Regions from separate parts of the Rattus norvegicus genome. Here regions 2 and 3 are each linked to region 1. A link is a contact called in public Hi-C data. All regions are on one chromosome and are shown on one strand. The core of a region is the stretch at or near the end of the contact, and the rest is flanking DNA. Distances in the headings are between cores, read along the strand shown. Region 1 holds the start of Ubl3 (ubiquitin-like 3). Region 2 overlaps Mtus2 (microtubule associated scaffold protein 2). Region 3 has its middle 130 kb from the start of Ubl3.

Region 1 (4,352 bases), core at 910-3,409:
GAAGGAAGAACAGCTAAAAGGACAGAGCCGAGTTTAAAGACTCCGGAAGCAAAGGCTGCAAGCAGAGTGGCCACCCGGGAGGCAGACCCAGTGGTTCCTTTGCATTTGAATAGCATATTAAGTGGAAAATCAAACAAACAAAATACCTTTAAACCAAGGTCAAAATACACAATTTAGGGTCATTTTTCTTTTAAACATATGTAAAACAGGTCATCCCTCCATAGAAATATCTGACATTTTAAAAATGCAGTCATTAGCAAAGTTCAATTTTGGGTTCGCACTGTAATTCACACACATTTAAATGTCAACTTGACATAAGTGGGCATGATTACATTAACTTCGATTCTTTCAGAAACAGGATTATTCATCTCCCTGTAACTTGCATTATGTCTGCCCTCAGGACTGCAAAGTGTCACTTCACACTCCCACAAACCCACCCCTCCGCACTGTAAGGCTACACAGTAACTGCCAGTCAACATACTCACACCCTAACATTTAGAAACCAAAGGAAAAAGCCTCAATAAACAAGAGCACTTTTTGTTTCCAGTTCTCAACGCCCAGTGATGCAGGCTCAATAAACATGCTTAACTGGCTTAAAACAAACAATAGACAAACAAGAACCTAAAATGCAAAACTGTTAAATACTTGGTTCCAAGAAACCTTGTAATATCTATATTAAAAATGGATCCCTTACGCGATCAGCCTAGAATTGAAAAAACATTTAAATAGCTCGGATTGTCATAGCTGTTCGGCTAGACGTTTCCAAGGGCTCGCAGCAAGACTTTTTCCGAAGAGGTGCGCCGCTGTCTCTGAAACTATCAAGTGTGCACCTACGTCTGAGCGATCTTGTCTGTCGCTGAGCTAGACAGCCTCTTCCTACCCTAGGTATCCAGCACGGCGCCCGTCCCCGGCTGTGCCCACACAGCCCCTGACGTTTTCTCGAAGCGTTTAAATCCAAGCCTTCAGAGCCTTCTAGCAATCGGGAAGGAATTTCCTCCGCTTCCACTGCATTTCCCTGCCTCTGGCGACTTAGAAAACACAACCGAACCAGTGACTCCCAGCGGTTTAAAAAGAAAAAAGAAAAAGAAAGAAAAGAAAGAAAAAGAAGAAGCAAAACCACAACAAAAACTAGTGCTTCCTAAAAAAAAAGAAAGGAAGGGGGGGCGGATGAGGGGAGAAGAGCCAACTTCTCCAAAACCAAGTAGACTGGCTTTTCCAGAAGTGCCCCCATTTCCCCCCCACCGGGCCCCAGAAACCTTCGCCCCGACGCCAGCGTCGTCTTCCGATTAAATCAGATTGGAAACCACAATACAATCCGAACCTCAGAACTTATCGTTCACTTACCATATCCGCCGGGACATGACTGGACATCTTGCCTTTTGAGAGTGGGCCAGAGGTTTACGCAGAAAACAAAACAAAAACAAGAGCAGAAGTGCTGGAGCTTCGGAAAACCCAAAAGCAAAACAAAAAACAAAAAAAAAACAAAAACCCTTCACAATTCTGATCGGTTCGTGCTGAGCTTTCTCAAAAGGAAAAAAAAAAAGTAGAAGTTACGTGGGAGCACAAGAGCTTCTGGGGCGAGAGGCGCGAGGGGAGTCGATCGTCAGCAGCAGTAGCAGCTCCAGGACCCGCCGCGCCAGGTGGACAGAGCCGAGTGACACAGGGACATGGAGTGGGGTGGGAGGGGGTTAAATGCGCCGTCCTCTTTCCCCGGCCCAGGCGGTGATTCACTCGCGCTCGCGACTCAGGTCCTCATTAAAGCCCCGGCGACGAAGTGTACAGATAACTATGTGGCTACACATCGAGCGCCGAGCTGAGAGCGGCCGGGGCCGCCGAGAAGCTCAGCGCGCGCCGCGGGGCCGCACAGCCGAGCTGCGCGCAGCCGCGCTCAAGGGCATCGACCTCGCCGGCCGCCGAGCCGAGCCGAACCGGGCCGAGCCGAACCGAGCGCAGCGCCGGGGGGCTCAGGCCGCGGGCGCCTCAGCGCAGCAGCGCGGGTCGGGCCACATCGCGTCCGTACTCCGGCCGCCTCCGCCTCGCTGCCTTCCGCGGCGTCTTCCGGGGGCTCCTCCCTTAGCTTGGGAACAGCTCCCCCTCAGAGCCCTGACTCTCCGCCTCCTCCTCCACTCCTCAATCCCACACGCCCCGGCCGCCTCCTGTCATCGCCTCAGCCCAACATGGCGGCGGTGGCGGCTGCTGGTGCCTGAGAGCCGACTTGGGAATAGCGCCCCCTCTCCCCCGCCCCCGTCTGCGCTTGTTCCCTTCGTCACAACGGAACCCTCTCGGAGCATCACGGGAAATGTAGTTCGTGCAGGTGAGGGGAAGGGGCCGCCAGGGCGTCCTTGCGGGCATCAATGCCACGCCCCCGCATAGCAACAGTTCCCTGCATAGCAATAGCTTCCTTGTCTCCAGTTTAGAGGCTCTTGCCCTGCAGTCAGTTCCTACCTGTGTCCAGAAATGCCATGATTACGCGGATTGTTGGAGGAAAACAACTTGCACGAAGAAGTCCCTCGCGCACTGTGTAGACTCTGTTAAAATAGGACATACCATGGTGCAGAAGCATGCGTTTTAATTATTGCAAGTTCTCCACAACCTGCAATCTCAGACCATTTTATTGAGTGAGTTAATCTTTAGGTCTCCTCAACATGACAGTTTGAAGATCAGAAGCAATCATTGATTTCCAATAAGGCCACGGAAGTTCAACAGAAACAAGGCTCTCATGAAGCAGAGGCAATGTTTGAACACACGTTTTCTGAAGTGCCACGGCCATAAAGCTACAATCTACTTAATTGAAATGACCAGAAACTGTATTAGTCACAATAGTGATATCATGCAAAGTCTGTAGCAGAGACTACCTGTAGATTCACCTACTTCCAGCCTAGCCCCTCTTTGACCCGGTGACGTAATTGTATTATGAATTTAAAACAGCATAATATAATGCTGGTGCTAGAAGATTTAGGTGGAAAAATATGTCTGCCACAGATATCGGATCAGAATAGAGAAACCACAGGTATTCAGTTGATCCTTAATCATATCTCAGACCTCTCGGAAGGGCAGTTTCAACACGATACTACGATACTACTACACCCACCTACAGCTGTGACCTCACCTATCAAGCAGCCTTGCCTACCTTCCAGGGCTAAAGTCCGGGTGCTGTTATGTGGATGATTTCATACATGGCACAGAAATCGTTTTGTAAATAGCACACATCTTCTGACGTGAACTGTTGCTACTCATCCTCTTTCTCTCTCGGCACACAAATGCACCAAGCACTCTGCAGCCACTGAGAGTTCAGACGTGAGCTATGCAGTCCCTATCCCCACGGAGCTCACTGTCTAGGAACCTGTGTCATTCCCCATGACCATCTCCCCAGTCACGCTTGTCCTCATCGGATGGGAACTCACAGGACACTTAAGAGGACCTACCTGTCTTTTGAATGGTGGCCTGACTGAAGAAATTCCATGCACTCCTAGGGCCCTGTATCACAGACCCAACTCCCTAAGAATCCAAAGGTAGAGGAAAACAGAGGCCCAGGCTCACTCCAATGCGGCTTCCATATTTCAGCATCTGTGGGTTCTATGGTCTGTTAATGTAGTTTCTCTGTGTGTGTGTTGAATAACCACAGGACCCTTCCCCACCACCAATCCTCCTGGAAATCCAGACAACTGGAACTCTTCAATCCACCAGCAGATTCTGAAGAAGTACTTGATTACCATTTAAAAATGCTCACCAGGTTAATTCCCCGTGCCCCGCCTACTCTCCACCCCCCCATCCTCACTCTGCCAGACCTAAGTGCTAATGAAAGTCAAGAAGCCAAAGTTGGCAGAATGAAGCACCAGCCCCATTGCCAGGGATGTAATGACCCCTACTTGGAGCCCAAGACCTCAGCATGTCTGCCCCTGCCCCTTCTGTATAAGGTCCCCGTCTTTTAAAAGTAAGCTTTCTGAACCTGGTTGCATTCCTAATTACTCAAATAAGACAACAGCAAAACTCATTGGAACCCTTTCCTGACATAATTCAGGCATGAAGGAGCATTGCCGAACACAAAGGGATTTCTCCGCTCTGCCGCCTCTACTGTGGAGAGAGAAGTGAGGGGGTGCAGAGAGCAGCCTGCCTGTCCACAGCAGGGAAGGGTAACATCATCCGGTGCCTCCGATCTATTGTCAGCATCACCCGGAAGGCAGGAATGACACAGCAGTTTTGATAGGGAAAAACTAACCTCACAAGAAACCAAAGAGCTAACTCTGCCACGAAGGAGTCTGTGGTGCTCCTCTGCCTCTCTGACGCTCTTCCGCTCCTCTGGGGAGCTTCATCTTTAATCCCTAAGGGCCCTTCTAAGAATGGGTGATGAC
Region 2 (4,352 bases), core at 1,216-3,715, 240 kb before region 1:
TCTCTGTCTCTGTCTCTCTCTGTCTCTGTCTCTCTGTTTCTGTCTCTCTCTGTCTCCATCTCTCTGTCTCTGTCTCTCTATCTCTCTCTGTCTCTCTCTGTCTCTGTATCTCTCTGTCTCTGTCTCTCTGTTTCTGTCTCTCTCTGTCTCTGTCTCTCTCTCTGTCTCTCTCTATCTGTCTGTCTGTCTGTCTGTCTCTCTCTCTCTCTCTCTCTCACACACACAGAGAGAGAGAGAGAGAGAGAGAGAGAGAGAGAGAGAGAGTCTAAACTATGTACCACAGTGCTTTTTACTACCAACAGAGCACACTCTGGCATTTTCTGTTCTGTCTTTCTGAAAAGAGCAGTGCTGGTCCCTCATCCATCTCCCCTGATTTTCCCGCCCACAAAAGCTTTGCACAGAGCGGTTAGCAAAGTCCTGTTCCTGGAAACCCTCCAAAGTGCAGAAGCCAAGGCCACTGATCCAGTGGGAGTTTCTTCACTGGTGTCTCTTTCCTAGGTGGAAAAGAACATCATCCTGGAAGAAAAGATCCAGGTACTCCAGCAGCAGAACGAAGACCTCAAAGCGAGGATCGACCAGAACACGGTTGTTACCAGGTGGGTGAGCCCAGTTTCTCACTACGTCCTTCTCAAAGTGGCTTTCCCGGAACATCCGCATGTCCCAGTATCCAGTCTGAACAATCTCCTGGTGCCTCTCAGTTGATCAGAAGAAAAGCAGATGGCCGTGACCCCATGGTACACATCCCAGCTCTGCATCCCAGCCGGCCCCGTTCCCCAGAAGTGAGTGAGGACCTCAAGCCCAGGAAGCAGGGGCCCCAGAGCAGGAAGATTTCATCCCAGAGATTAGGAGAAGAGCATCAGCTAAAGTCCCCAGCTAAAGAGAACCATGGCTAGGTAACCCCAATATTCCAGAAAATCGGGTCAGCTCTTCCCTATAGGCTCCTGCTTTCAAGGAAGGATTGGGTCACTCTTGACCCCAGCTCAGAGTGCAGTGAAAACGTCTGTGGCGTCTGTGGCTGGCTGCAGGTTATTATACTGGGCAAGGCTAAGTCGCCCGAGTGAGATGGAGGCCTTCGCCTTTTCCCATTCTGTTGGACCAGACTCCTCGGTGTGGCTATGATATGTTATCCTGTGTACACCCATGCTTATGTGCACACACTCATGTATATATCCATTCACGCGTGCTCACACTTACACATACACTGATGCACGTGCATGCTTATACACTGGCATGCCACTTGTTCACACGCCCACACATACCCAGCCACCTTTCCTCAGACAGCAAGTGCAGGCGTCAGCCCAGAGTACCTTTCTGGGACTTTAGCCCATCCAGTTGTAAAATGTATTTGTACTTACTCTGGCCGATTCCTGAAAGCAGCGATCACTCTCTAAAACACAAGTTGAAATAGACAGGTGACTCCGTGGTTAAGAGCACTGGCTGCTCTTCCAGAAGACCCAAGTTTGATTCCCCGCACCTACCTGACAGCACACAGCTATCTGTTAGAGTTAACAGTTCCAGGAGACCCGCGCCCTCTTCTGGCCTCCACAGGCATTGCATGCAATGGTTCTCGGGCATGCACGCAGCCAAAACACACACATAAAGTACAAAAATTACCAAAAACACGCAGCAAAGCCAGCAATTTAAGCACCATGACATCACACACACACACACACACACACACACACACACACACACACACACACACGATTGCTTTCTCTCCCCCACCCCCGACCCCCGTTATCAACCGACGGTGATCAAACATCTATTTTTCTGGATGCCATGCTGAACGCCAGCCAAGAACATAACAGAGTCTTGACCCCTGCCCTCTAGGACTTGTGGTCCAGCAGACAGACATGTAGACAGACCGACTCTACAGCCGAGCTAATGACTTCAATCGCAGAGGCACGTACTCAGGGCTGGAGGTAACGGGAAAATATTCCCGGCTGATTGGCGCTGTTAGTCAGTACCCTGACCACAGCCGTAGACAATCTCCATAGCAACCCCTCCTATGGGCTGTAGCAGCAGCCCACGTGACCTACCATCTCCCCCACTTCCTACTCCAGCCTCTAGCCTTTCTTTGCTCTGTGCACAACTGCCCCCTAACCCAGCAGAGAGACCTGCGAGCCTGGGGAATTGCCCCCGGCCTCCGCCTATCAGCCTCTGTCACTAGTACGCCCAATGGTTCCCGCTGCTAACTACCATTCTCCCCCACGCAGACAACTGTCGGAGGAAAATGCTAATCTCCAGGAATACGTGGAGAAAGAGACCCAGGAAAAGAAGAGACTGAGCCGAACCAACGAGGAACTACTTTGGAAGCTCCAGACTGGGGACCCGACCAGCCCGATTAAACTCTCCCCCACATCTCCGGTGTACAGGGGCTCCTCCTCTGGACCCTCCTCTCCAGCCAGAGTCAGTACCACACCTAGATGACATCACCCTGCCACCCACAGGAGCTCAAGCTTCTGTCCGTCCGAGGGAGTGCTGGCCGGTGCTGGTGGCTGCCCTGTGCGCATGCTCAGTAGCTGCATACTGCATCTTAGGCAGAGTCCTCTCTGACCCTCGTGTGAGACCGTCCTGGTATTGGCGCTTAGGAAGGCGTAAGCAGCAGAGTCTGGTGTCCAAAAGCAAAACACAAAAACAAAAACAAAATGCTTTAGTATAGTTAGAAGCAAAAGAGAAACAGCTCCAATTGTTCCTGAGAGACGGAGTTCCGCAGCGGAACTTTAGGTCAGCCACAAACAGCTCCGTTTTTCGAATACTCGAAAACCCTCCTTGCACCGCTGCGGGTGTGTATTCAGATGCGTGGGTACACACCTGCGGCGACTCCGAATTGCTTTTTTTTATATATATATACATATATAACACACGATGCGCTGACATATTTTAGCGACGGTCAGCAGTTTTCTAACTTGTGCCTAAGAATTATTGGGAAATGAAAAACGCATTTCTATCTAGTTTCCTGGAGATATTTCTACCCAAAATAGAAAAAAGAAAAAAAAAAAAGAAAAAAGAAAAAGCAAGCAAGCAAGCATGAGACCAAGTGGTACCCTGCTTACCCTAAACACCAGCGATTTGTAGATGGTAACCGCCTTTGGAGCAACTAGCTTCTTAGTCCAACGCGAGGTGGGGTCACTCTCAGCCCATTGCAGGATTTAATTATGACTTCTCCCATCCCAAGGAGGTAAAATGTCGCAGGGTGTGGGGGAGGGGGGGACCGGAGGGATCACATGGTCTGGCCAATGTTTTTCCCCTTATCAATTCATTATAATCTTGAAAACACCAGTTTTGCTCCCCACCCCCAACCCCAAATGGCACCTTGCAAATCCACCATTAAGATATTATTGCATCCTCAGGAAAACACGGACGCATGCGACCTTTGCGATGAGGGTAAGCATGAACTCGGAGACTATCTAGACCATGCATGACCCATCCTCATGGAGGAGGAGTTCTGGTAGGGGCCGACATGGCCCCAACCATCGCCTCTCATAGGCAACACCCCCATTTTTCAGTTTGGTTCTATGACTCGACCCCATCACTGCACATCAAGATGGCTCAGGGGTTCTAGTCAAGGCTTCCGGAAACCAGCCTTTCTCTCTTGGGGAAAGGGGGGGGGGAAGCCAGTTCTAAAGGTGCTAGATCATGTCCCTTCTGCTGGAGGGTTACCAGGACTGCACCTGGCTGTGGTCCCGTCTTAGCCCCAGAAGGCTCTCCCAAACAAGGGAACGCAGTGAAACGGCCAGTCAGCATCCATCAGCCGCTGGACTGGCCTTCGTCTCTAATGAGGTAGAGTTAGAACATGAAAGGTATTCATGTAGTGCTATGGAAGATTAGAAGCATGACCCACAAAAGAGAAGTAGTTTTAACTGGCAGTACCGTGCCGCGCTGAATGATACCTTTGTTTCCTGTATGTGACAAGAGACCCTCCGTTTTCTAAGCATGGGCCTGTCTGTCTGTGAGCAGGCCCAAGATGAGAAGAGCCACGGAGCCAAGAAGACGGTGTCAGCCACTCCAAGGACACACATATCTGACACCGAGACAAGTGTGGTCAACATCCCTCCTGTGGCTCCAAGTTGGGCTTCCTTGGTCTCGGGTGCATCTAACTGTAGTCAACCTCCGCGGGTCTTGCCCATTCTGGAGGCACACACGGTAGATACACAGAGAAGAAACAGGTCTTTTTTTTTTCCTTTGGCTCTGCATGATCCTGGGATACCGAGCTGGGCATCCCATAAGAGTAGCTCATGCCATGTCAGTTCAACACACACAACTATTTGTTCTTTTAGCAGGCACAACCTGCGGACGTTAAGTTCGGTTGGCCGTTTAGCTCTCCGAGTTAGGACCCGCCTCCTCAGCTG
Region 3 (4,352 bases), core at 1,371-3,870, 130 kb after region 1:
CAGCACATATGTTCATGTAACCCAAGGGATGCCTTGGGCTCTGATCACTTTTCTGCAATATTTAACCTTCTCTATGGTTTTTATCTTTAGAACCTGAATTCAGAAAATGTAGGGGGGGGGGGACGGAGAAAGCACGGATGCAGCTAGCACAAATCTTCATGGCATAGGAAAAGGCTTGTGCAATTAATGCACAATTAATTAGCAGTATCAGAGACACCTTCCGCAAGCTGTGGCAGTGCCCGCCGGCTTGTTAATTAGGTTGTTTCTATGAGAGACACAGTGCTGGCCGGAGGCCTGGGAGCTCCTCCCGTTTGTCTGGAAGCTGCGCTTTGAAGCCCAAGAGGCCAAGTCCTGTTGGCCAGAGCGGGATTGAGATCAGGGCGGCTCGCATATGCAGGGTTTTAAGATAACGAGGATTTGAACTGCAGACACGAACGTTGCATGGCTCGAATAATTATCCGCTTTGACTGAGGATTTTAACAACCTCAGAGTCCCGACTTTCTGGGCTGAAGAGCTAACTCGACCTTTTAGTCATAGGCTCCCACGGGTGTGTCCCCTAAAACATCCAGCTGCCGCAGCACTGTGGCAGTCTGCTTGCCTCAGTGCACCAACCTGGCCTGATCCTACCCTAGACATCAGTGGCCCACTCTCCCTTAGGTCTCCATGGCAACCATTTTACACAGAAAGAAGGACATCAGTAAATACGCATTTTGCAAGTCTCCTTTATGACTCAATGTATTAGCCTTTGGAGAACTATTACCTCGTCAGCCTTGTGATATTGCTGCCAGTGAAGTGCTTTATCATGGTCCCCCGTTCTTTGCTTGCAGTCCTCATTTGTGGGCTTGCCCAAATCCCTAGGCAAATGTACACTGGGCTCCCCATGGTGGCCTGGTGTCCTTCCAGGTGTTATAGGAGACGCAGAACTGAACAAGCCGTAGCTGTCATACTCAACTTAGTACACAGTTCACATAGAGATTAGACGCCCTTTAGTGCAATCCAGGAGTGGCTAGATGCCAAACAGAACAGTAGAAAAGTGTAGCTGTGCTGTGCTCCCTACCGGGACAAAGACACACAAGCCAGGCTCTGTAGGCATCCCTTATCTCTCAGTTCCGGACTTCAGCAGGGCCCGAGGCTGGGGTAGTTGAGCAGTGGAGTCTTGGCTGTTAGCCTTAGTGGGTTCTCACTGGGAGGCTTCAAAATGCCCTTTCCTCGCTCCCAGATGTTCTAAGTTGCCCGTCTCTGTCTTGCACATGCTTATTTCTGGAAGTTCCCCAGGAGCCAAAGACATTCATGCCTAGCCAAAAGCAACCTACTGAGGTGGGCATTGGACAAGCAGGAAATTAACTCCTTGTGGTAGGCCAGGGAAGCGAGCTTTCTCAGGTAAAAGGAGGCCGCCGTGGTCCAGGGACCAAGGCCAGACGTCCACAGAGTCCTCTCTTTGGCCTACTCAGAAGAGATGGAAACAAGAGAGAAGCATGCCACCCTCCCACAGAAATGAACTGGTGGCCACCCTGCTGCAAGGGACACTTAGCTCTAAGTCTGTGAACCAGTGATCCCTGGGCTAGGCAGGGAGAGTGGGTCCCCGGCACACAGTAACAGTTCCTTAGGTGACTGTAGGGAAGCCAAAAACAATCGTTCGTCTGGCTCCGACCCAGACCAGAAGCTCCCAGCTCACTCAGTACTTTTAACATCTTATCCACAGTTCGAGACCTGGAAGCGACAGAGAAGCCTCTTACCCAGTAGGGCTGAAGGATGCTCCTAGAAAACTGGCATAGACTGGTGGGCTCCGGAGACCCAAGTTTCCTTAAGTGATCTGTAGATGTGAGAATGCTAAATCCCACTGCTGGTTACTTATGTTTCTAGGACCCTGAGTGGTCTGTGTACAGCCCAGGGTGCTTGACCCCGTCCTGATAAACCACCCTCTTGGGGCTTGTCATGCTGCACGCCGGTGGTCATCAGGACTTCTGCATATGCCTCCACCATAAGAAGTGGCCCCAAATGACAGAACCCTGGATAAGTTTGCTGGCCACAGATAGAGCAGTGGAAAGCTTAAGGCAGAGACCTGAGCTCTGAGTCCAGCCTCCAGCCACATGGATCACCTCTGCAACATACATATACATACATACATGCATACATACATGCATACATACATACATGCACACATACATACATGCATACATGCACACATACATACATGCATGCATGCACACACATACATGCACACATGCATACATGCACACATGCATACATTCACACATGCATACATGCATGCATATATGCATACATGTATATATGCATACATACGAACAATATCTCTTCCCAGATACATACATACATATACATATGCATATACATATGCATATACATATACATATGCATATACATATGCATATACATATACATATGCATATACATACATACACACAAGCCTACACATATATGAGCAAAATCTGCAATGCTCTTCCAGGATAAACACGACTGTCACTCCTACTTTATAAATGAATACACAGAGAGGATAAGCGAAGCCGTCTAAGTTGCACAACCCATTAGTGCCCGAGGCAGGATTTGATATCTGACTCCAAGGTCCACGTCCTCAGCCATTGTACTGAGTTTGTGCTTTGTGTCACAGGGATTACATTAGAAAGCCGGTGCTGCCCAGTTAGGCAAGGCTGCTGCCAAGCAGACATTCCACATAGTTGGCTGTTCTTGTTCTACTCAAAATGTAGCTCTTTGCTGTCAAAATTAGAATGTCTCATTGTCCCAGGCTCTGTCAGTTCCTTGCACGTGCCTGGCACACAGTGGTAATGGACACAGAGCAGAATTCTTCCCAGAGCTTCTGTGGAGCCCCCTCCCACCCTCCCCTCACTGCTGCTACAGTGGCATGAGGCCAATTGGTTCCTCTGGCCTATGTCTGGGCAGCCTGAGCCGACTGCAGCTTGCTCTGTTCTTTGACGCTTCCTTACTTCCTGGGGCTTCCTGGGAGAGCCCCAGGCAAACCTCTCCAGCTATCCCAGATTGCCAGCCCTTGAGGGTTTTTCCTGTCCCTGCTTCTTCTGCCCAAACCCTCCCAAATGAGTTCCTCGGAGCCTCCCGAAATACCACCTCTTAGCCTGAAATAGTGTCTCACCGTTTCACTAGCATTTTAACGTTTCTCTCCTTTTCCTGGGCTGAAAATTCTAAAAGCCACAGTCTGTTGCAGCATCTCCAGAGACAGCCCAGTCTGGAAGCTCAGGAGAGGCAGAAGCATAGACCTTCCTTTGGGCCCTATGGAGGGTGCAGAGCAGTACAGGGAGCAGGGACCCTGTTGTTAGTTAGCCTGCCCCTTGCCATCCAGTGTTAGCAAGCCAGTCTCAAGCCAGAGGATCCCACACTGCCAGGCCAAGGCCTGCACTGCCAGGTCCCCTCTGTTGCTGGTCTGTGTCTTCTAGATTCTTCACCCCTATTTTATCTAAAAAGTCCCCAGTATCAGGGCTGGAGAGACAGCTTGGCAGCGGCTAAGAGGATTCAAGTTCCCAGTACCCATTTTGGTTGTTTCACAACTACCTATAATTCCAGTTTCTAGGAGTCCTCTGGCTTCCTCTGGGTCTGCACTCACTCATATACACATAACTTAAAAGAATTGATAGGAGGGCTGGAGAGATGGCTCAGTGGTTAAGAACACCGACTGCTCTTTCAAAGGTCCTAAGTTCAAATCCCAGCAACCACATGGCGGCTTACAACTATCTGTAATAAGATCTGATGCCTTCTTCTGGTGTGTCTGAAGATAGCTACAATGTATATAATAAATAAATAAACCTTAAAAAACATTTAAAAAATTGATAGGAGAAAAGCCCCCTGTGGGCTACAAGTTCTAATCACTGCCCAGCTGCTCTCCCAATGTTTCCTAGTTTTGTGAGTTCAGATTTTAACCCAGCTCTGGAGGCCCAAGCCAGAGGGGTTCAGGATTTAGAGAACCTCTGAGAGCCCTGGACAGATAATAGAGCATGTGTTGGCAGGAAGCTCAGAGGATGCAGCTCAGAGGGACAGGACTGTTCTTGGAACCAAACAGCTGTCGCTTTCAGAAGCTCTATGGGCCTGCTCTTGAAAGATCACAGTTAGCTTGAGTGCTTACCTTCTAAAGGGCTGGGGTGAGGACCACTGGATCCTCACTGTGTCTAGACACTCCTAACCAGTCCTCTCTAATTCTGCCTTGATAACAGAATAGGGGTTTGGGGGAGGGACTAGCGTGCTGATTCTTAACCTTCCCAATGCTGCATGCAACCCTTCAATACAGTTCCTCATGTCGTGATGGACTCCACCAACCCCCACCACCGTAAAACTATTTTTGTTGCTATTTCATAACTGTGATTTTG

The links. A called contact is a pair of places that touch in the nucleus more often than the background predicts.
Region 2: a contact with region 1 is called in a Hi-C map of Schwann cells, with 4 times the contacts expected there. The contact joins the enhancer-like site here to the promoter of Ubl3 in region 1. A contact is called at or near these places in 2 of 12 Hi-C or Micro-C datasets (the A7r5 cell line and Schwann cells).
Region 3: a contact with region 1 is called in a Hi-C map of frontal cortex, with 1.6 times the contacts expected there. The contact joins the enhancer-like site here to the promoter of Ubl3 in region 1. A contact is called at or near these places in 6 of 12 Hi-C or Micro-C datasets (the A7r5 cell line, the Rat2 cell line, Schwann cells and 3 more) and 1 of 1 datasets of contacts at active chromatin or transcription factors (oligodendrocytes).

What each region holds. Positions count from the first base shown.
Region 1 is chr12:11,507,719-11,512,070 of GRCr8, reverse strand. Ubl3 (ubiquitin-like 3) reads right to left here and starts at 2,159. Exons shown (of 5, transcript NM_001015030.1): 1 at 1,345-2,159. The coding sequence starts at 1,371.
Region 2 is chr12:11,743,349-11,747,700 of GRCr8, reverse strand. Mtus2 (microtubule associated scaffold protein 2) reads left to right here. Exons shown (of 15, transcript NM_001374100.2): 14 at 499-596; 15 at 2,217-4,352. The coding sequence ends at 2,430. Among named protein-coding and RNA genes, the nearest start is that of Slc7a1, 81 kb to the right of the region's middle. Within about 2 kb of position 2,465, at least 19 of the 93 cell types and tissues checked have an H3K27ac peak or open chromatin away from gene starts, as enhancers often do. A contact at or near this core is called in Schwann cells, where this site is marked.
Region 3 is chr12:11,375,114-11,379,465 of GRCr8, reverse strand. No RefSeq gene overlaps it. Among named protein-coding and RNA genes, the nearest start is that of Ubl3, 130 kb to the left of the region's middle. Within about 2 kb of position 2,620, at least 53 of the 93 cell types and tissues checked have an H3K27ac peak or open chromatin away from gene starts, as enhancers often do. A contact at or near this core is called in Schwann cells, where this site is marked.